Linked DNA regions of Mus musculus: region 2 is linked to region 1. Evidence: chromatin contacts called from public HiChIP or PLAC-seq data. All regions are on one chromosome and are shown on one strand. Each heading gives the region's core, a stretch centred on a gene start, on an enhancer-like site or on the middle of the called end of the contact. The rest is flanking DNA. Distances are from core to core; before and after follow the strand shown.

Region 1 (2,974 bases), core at 250-2,749:
TATTGCTCCCATCCCCACTTAACAGACAAAAGAAACTGAGGTTTAAAAGCTTCCAAGCCAGGGACAGGTAAGATGGCTCAGCCAATAAAGGTGCTTGCCACAGGCCAGATGACCAAATAAGGATTCTCAAGACCCACACGGTGGAAGCAGAGAACTTTAAAGATGTCCTAAAGCTGTCTTCTGACTTTCGTACGTACATGTGCACATAGGTGCGCGCACACACACACGTAATACAGTCAACAAATAAACATAATACAAAATATCTAAAAGTTAGTCACTGGGACTGGGAAGAGATGGCGATAAAGAACTTCCTGTGCAACTATAAGGACCTGGGTTCCAGTATAACCCTAGGACAAGCCCAAGAACGCTTGAAACCCGATGCTGGGGAAGTGGAGCACGAAGATCGAAGAGGCCCACTGGCCAGCCAGCTTGGCCTCATCTTCAAACTTCGGAGGAATAAGAAAACTTGTCTCAAAATACAAAGGTGGACGACTCCTTAAGTTGAATACCTGAGGTTGACTTCTGGACTCCATACTCACACACATCAAGTGAAGTCACCGACCTAATCTCATCCTGCTGGAAAGAGGGAGCGCCCCAACTTGGACCCAAAGTTCTCTGGACTCCACAACCCCGAGACCAGAGACCAGGGAGGAAACGAGAGGAAGGCAAAAGAACCGCGTGCATCTTGACTTCTCTTTTTTCAGTACGGTGTACGCAACGTAGGTACCAAGGAGGAGCCGGGGGAGAGCTCCTTGGTGGAGGGGCTCATCCCAGTCCCGGAGACCCTAGGCTCCCAAGCTGAACCAAAGGTTCCAACCAAGAGGTTCCCCACCCCCACCCCAAACACACAGTAGGCGATCAGGTTGCTAAAGCAATAGCTCAGACCCCATCACTCCCTGGAAAAGAGAACTCGGCCCAGTTATCTCCGAGGCAAGAGGTAGAAGAAGGCAGAAGGCCCATGGGGCCGGGCCGCGCGGGGACCCGGACGTCCCCAGTGCCTGGCTCATAGTGGTCGACCATTGAGACGCGGCGGGTAGCGCGCGGGCGTCACGCGCACCCGGGGGCCGCGCTCGGTCCGGGCTGCAGCAGGCCGCGACTGTCCCCAGCTCGGATCGCCCCCCCCACCCCCAACGGTCTCCAGGCCCGGCAAGGTGACCGCGGGCGCGCCGCCCACCTTCTGAGCCGCGCGCACGTTGTCCTCTCCGAAGAGGCTGCTCACGCTCTGCGAGAAGCTGCTCGTCGCGCGCCGGTGGCTGTTCTTGTCCGCAGCCCCGCGGCCCCGAGCCCCCTGCGCTCCAGGAGCCACCAGCGCCAGCAGCAGCAGCGCCAGAAGCAGAACCGGCAGCAGCACCCGCAACCCGGCCCGGACCCGGGTCCGGGGCTCCTGGGACGCGCGCGCGCCCATGTTCGGCCAGGGGAGGAGGGTCGCGGGGCTGAAAGGGGGAGAGGGCGGAGCACACGGCCAGAGAGGGCTCCGGGGCCGCACCGCGTGGGCGCGCCGTCGCCCCGCCCCGCCTTGCAGCCCCGCCCCGCCCCGCGCACGAAGCCCCGCCTCCCACCCGCAGCCCCTAGGGGACGCCTCCCCTGTACCCTTGAAGCTGATAGTATCAACTCTGCTGCACACCGCAGAGCCTGCGGGGCTTGCACAGGATCACTCCTGATCGGGGCCGGATCCTTGCAAGCGTTTGAAAACACTGAAGGACAGGTGTGTCACCTCCCCACACCCCAAAAGCAGGCGGCGCGGAGCACGCGTTCTTTCGTTCTCAGGCCCCTCCTGAGAACAGATGGCATTTCCGAGCCATAAAGTGGTTGGAGAGGAGAAGCTAGTGATGGGACAGGGGAGGCGAGCTGATGTGAGAGGAGGGGGCCAGAGCAATGATTTAGCATCGAGCAGTCCCATATAAAGGATTTGATGGGATCAGGGGGTTTTCCGCAGGACTCATCAAAAGAGATTGGGAGGGGGGAGGGTGTCTAGAGTTGTTCCCGCCAGTCAGTTCTGGTGTCAGGAAGTACCGGCACCACGCCACTTACAAGGACTTAAAGGAGCAAAGCCCTAGAGCCCCAATTTACAGGTGTGTAGGGATGAGAGGAACTCACAATCCAAAATTCAGGGCTCCCTACAGGAAAAACTACTGAGCTTCTTGTATATGACCCTCCATGGCAGTCAAGAAGACCAGAGGACTATGAACTTGAAAAATTTAAGAGCCTCATTAACCGTATTCAGGGCATCTTGGTGCATTCCTGTCCAACCCTAGAGAGGCTGAGGGAGGAAGTTATACCCTGAGTCCCAGTACAACCTTCCCTAAATAGTGGGGCCCTGTTTCAAATAAAAAGAGGAAGAGGAGGCAGAGGTAGGTGGATCTCTGTGATGTCTAGGCCAGCCTGGTCTACTGAGTGAGTTCCAGAACAGCCAAGACTACACAGAGAAATCTTGTCTGGAAAAAAAATTGATTAATTTAATTAATCAGTTAATTTACTGAGATACATTTGAGGGGTTGGGGGCAGACAGGGTGAGAACAGAAATCATGTAACATTTTAATTCAAAATGATGGTAATATAAAGCTAAGTGGGGGGGGGGGGGCTGGAGAGATGGTTCAGCAGTTAAGAGCACTGACTGCTCTTCCGGAGGCCCTGAGTTCAAATCCCAGCCAACCACATGGTGGCTCATAACCACCCTTAAAGAGGCCCTCACTAAGCTAAGTGATGGTTCAGGTCTGTTATTCCAACTACAAATAGCTGAGGTTCTGACTCGGCTACAGTCTGACAACCTGATTTCTATCACTGGGATACTACTCTTTTGACTTTCGCATGCACACAACAACTTAGTTTTTTGTTTGGGTTATTAGTTGTTTGTTGTTTTGTTGTTTTTGTTTTTGTTTTGTTTTTTGAGACAGGGTTTCTCTGTGTTAGCTCTGGCTATCCCAGAACAAACTCTATAGACCAGATTGGCCTTAGAACTACAGAGATGCGCCTG
Region 2 (2,974 bases), core at 204-2,703, 65 kb before region 1:
GAGTTCGAGGCCAGCCTGGTCTACAAAGTGAGTTCCAGGGCAGCCAGGGCTACTCAGAAAAACCCTGTCTCGAAAAACCAAAAACAAAACAACAACAACAAAAAAAAAAAAAAAAAAAAAAAAAAAGAGCTGGGGCTTTCCTGAAGAAGTTCGGTCTTTCAGGTTTTAAAGTCTGGTCCCTTGGTCTAGCAAACTTTATATGCCCCAGTACAGGGGAAAGCCAGGGCCAAGAAGTGGGAGTGAGTGAGTAGGGGAGCGGGGGGGGGGGGGGGGGGGGGGGCAGGGCGGGACGGGACGGGACGGGACGCAGAGGGTATAGGGGACTTTTGGGATAGCATTTGAAATGTACATGAAGAAAATATCCAAGAAAAAAAAAAAGAAAAGATGTTCTTATTATACTCTTAAGGTTTCTTTGTTGAAATGGTAAGAATAATTCTTCTAATTTTTAGATTTTAAACATAAATGGGATACAAAAAGTGAATATTTTGCAAAGAATAAATCATGTTATCAGATAGTATCGTGTGAAATAAAAATCATCCAAAATATTAAAAAAAAAAAAGTCTGGCCCCACTTCCTGTTCTCCACTTCCTGGCTGCCAGGTGGTCTTGCATTCCTGTTGCCCTGCTGGGACCTGTAAGCCAGGAGAACCCCCTTTCTCCTCTAAGCTGCTTTCCGATGGGGAATCTACCACAGCCACAGAAACCCCCTCCCTCCCAGAGGGGTCTCTGCTCCCTCCGCTACTGTGGATCTGCAGCAAGAGTGAGCATCCTCCCAAGGGTCACACCCATGTGCCTGTTTGTCACCCTCACAGTCTAAGCTCAAATGAAAGCAATGCCTTTCTCCCCCAGGTTCATCCCACGCTTAGCATTTGATTGTTAAATGCCCAGGCAGACCGAGTTCCCTCAGGGAGGTGACAGAGTAAGGTTCTCTGGGTCTCAAACAAGAGTTTCATCTTATTTCTTTGAGTGCAGGGAAGGGAACCCAGGGTGGACATGTGCTGGGCAGAAGCCATGACACTGAGCCGCAGCCCTGGCCCTGAGTAAGCTGGAGGAGGGAACGGGACCCTGCTTTCAAAAGCCGTCTCATGAACATAGGAACCCAGGTTATAAGTCAGTACACACAATCCCCCGTCGGCCCCACAATCTGCAATGTCAGAGCGGCTGGCTCACTGGGTGCATCCCACCCCGGCTACATCACGCCCCACACCACCCCAACCTATCTCAGCCACCACAGCCCCAGGACTGCAGTGTTCTCTTGCTCCAGGTCTCCCCCTAGACATCTCATTTAGAGAAAAAAAACGGCACCCTGGGGATTCTGCAGAAGCGACTGGCCTGATTGATGACTGTTAGCCCAGCAGAGGCAGGGCACCTACCCCGGCTGAGTGCACCATGCACTTGGGCGCTCCCGTCGTGCCTGAGGAGAACATGATGAACAGAGGGTGGCTGAAGGGCAGCTGCTCAAACTCGAGCTGCGGCGCCTGCGCGCCGGTCCCGCTTGCCAGGAAATCATCCAGGAACACACTGTAGGCGGGTACAGGAGAAAAACCAACAGTGACCGTTCCAGAATGCCAGAAGAGCTCTGCTGATTCTGCCCCCCAGCTAGATATGGCCCAGGATCCCTCCACATCTACCACAAGAGCCTGGAGCACTGGCTTGCCTGGTATCCACGGATACTGAGTGGCTATGGAAGGAAGCCCTGTGCCTGAGGAAGGAAAACATCAGGCTCCCAAACCAAGGTGGCTAAAGGTGGAGTCAGAACATGAAGATTAGGCACTGGACTTGCTTGGATCAAGGGCTGGCTTTTAGATTTATTTGTTTGTTTGTTTGTTTGTTTGTTTGTTTATTATATGTAAGTACACTGTAGCTGTCCTCAGACACTCCAGAAGAGGGCGTCAGATTTATTTATTTACTTATTTATTTATTTATTTATTATATGTAAGTACACTGTAGCTGTCCTCAGACACTCCAGAAGAGGGCGTCAGCTTTATTTATTTATTTATTTATTTATTTATTTATTTATTTATTTATTATATGTAAGTACACTGTAGCTGTCCTCAGACACTCCAGAAGAGGGCATCAGATCTCGTTATGGATGGTTGTGAGCCACCATGTCGTTGCTGGGATTTGAACTCCTGACCTTCGGAAGAGCAGTCGGGTGCTCTTACCCACTGAGCCATCTCACCAGCCCAAGGGCTGGCTTTTAGAGACATGACACCCACACCCACACAATCAATACCACTCTACATTGCTAGGAAGACTAGCTCACGGCGAGCCTATCCGCTATCCACAGACCCAGGACCAGTGTGGACCAGTCCACTTGCTTGTTCATACTTCACCTTCCAATGAGTAGCCAGGGACAGGAGTGCCTGCCCCACTCCTGAACCTGAAGGGGCAGAGGCAGCAAGGCAGCATCAGGAAGGCAAGGCCCAAAGCTACCACAAAGCAAATCTATGTAGCCCCATTTATTACATCCTGGGCCCTACAGCAGCCATGTGTAAACGACTGACCTAGAATAAATACAACTTAGCCAAACCTGCCCTGCCTAGGCCCACAGCCACCAGAAGCCACCACAGGTGGGTGGCCCAGAACCACAGAACAAACAGGAACAGCGGGTCTCCATTTTCTGACAAATCAAACTCTCTCTTCCAAGCAAGGAGGTGGGATGTCATTAAACGGAACGATTTGCTGAGGCTGTGACACCGAAACCCGCCCCACCTGGCATGAGAAGACATGCCTCGGAGACCAGGGACAGAGGAATGCCTTAAAAAAAGACATTCCAAATGATTCTGACAGCCGCACCCCCACGCACACCTCCTCTGCAGCCCTGCTCGATGAAGTGCCAGTCTAATGGACACTTCCCACTGAGAAAAAGTCCTTTCTTTCAAAGGCTCTGTAAATCACAGTAAGTAACCGTTGCCTTTGTTTCTCTTCTAAAAATGAAAAACAAAACAAAACAAAAAACGGGCAGGGGGGGA

What was found. HiChIP or PLAC-seq counts read pairs in DNA pulled down with a chosen protein or histone mark.
Region 2: a contact with region 1 is called in an H3K4me3 HiChIP or PLAC-seq map of embryonic stem cells, with 38 read pairs. The contact joins the enhancer-like site here to the promoter of Bri3bp in region 1. A contact is called at or near these places in 1 of 15 datasets of contacts at CTCF or cohesin (embryonic stem cells), 3 of 484 Hi-C or Micro-C datasets (embryonic stem cells, liver and nephron progenitors), 6 of 115 datasets of contacts at active chromatin or transcription factors (the SCID.adh cell line, embryonic stem cells and pancreatic cancer cells) and 3 of 9 other capture datasets (adipose tissue, liver and pancreatic islet).

Annotation. Positions count from the first base shown.
Region 1 is chr5:125,440,093-125,443,066 of GRCm38.p6, reverse strand. Bri3bp (Bri3 binding protein) reads right to left here and starts at 1,499. Exons shown (of 3, transcript NM_029752.2): 1 at 1,175-1,499. The coding sequence starts at 1,405.
Region 2 is chr5:125,504,695-125,507,668 of GRCm38.p6, reverse strand. Aacs (acetoacetyl-CoA synthetase) reads right to left here. Exons shown (of 18, transcript NM_030210.2): 8 at 1,373-1,520. Among named protein-coding and RNA genes, the nearest start is that of Tmem132b, 26 kb to the left of the region's middle. Within about 2 kb of position 1,453, at least 11 of the 459 cell types and tissues checked have an H3K27ac peak or open chromatin away from gene starts, as enhancers often do. A contact at or near this core is called in embryonic stem cells and pancreatic islet, where this site is marked.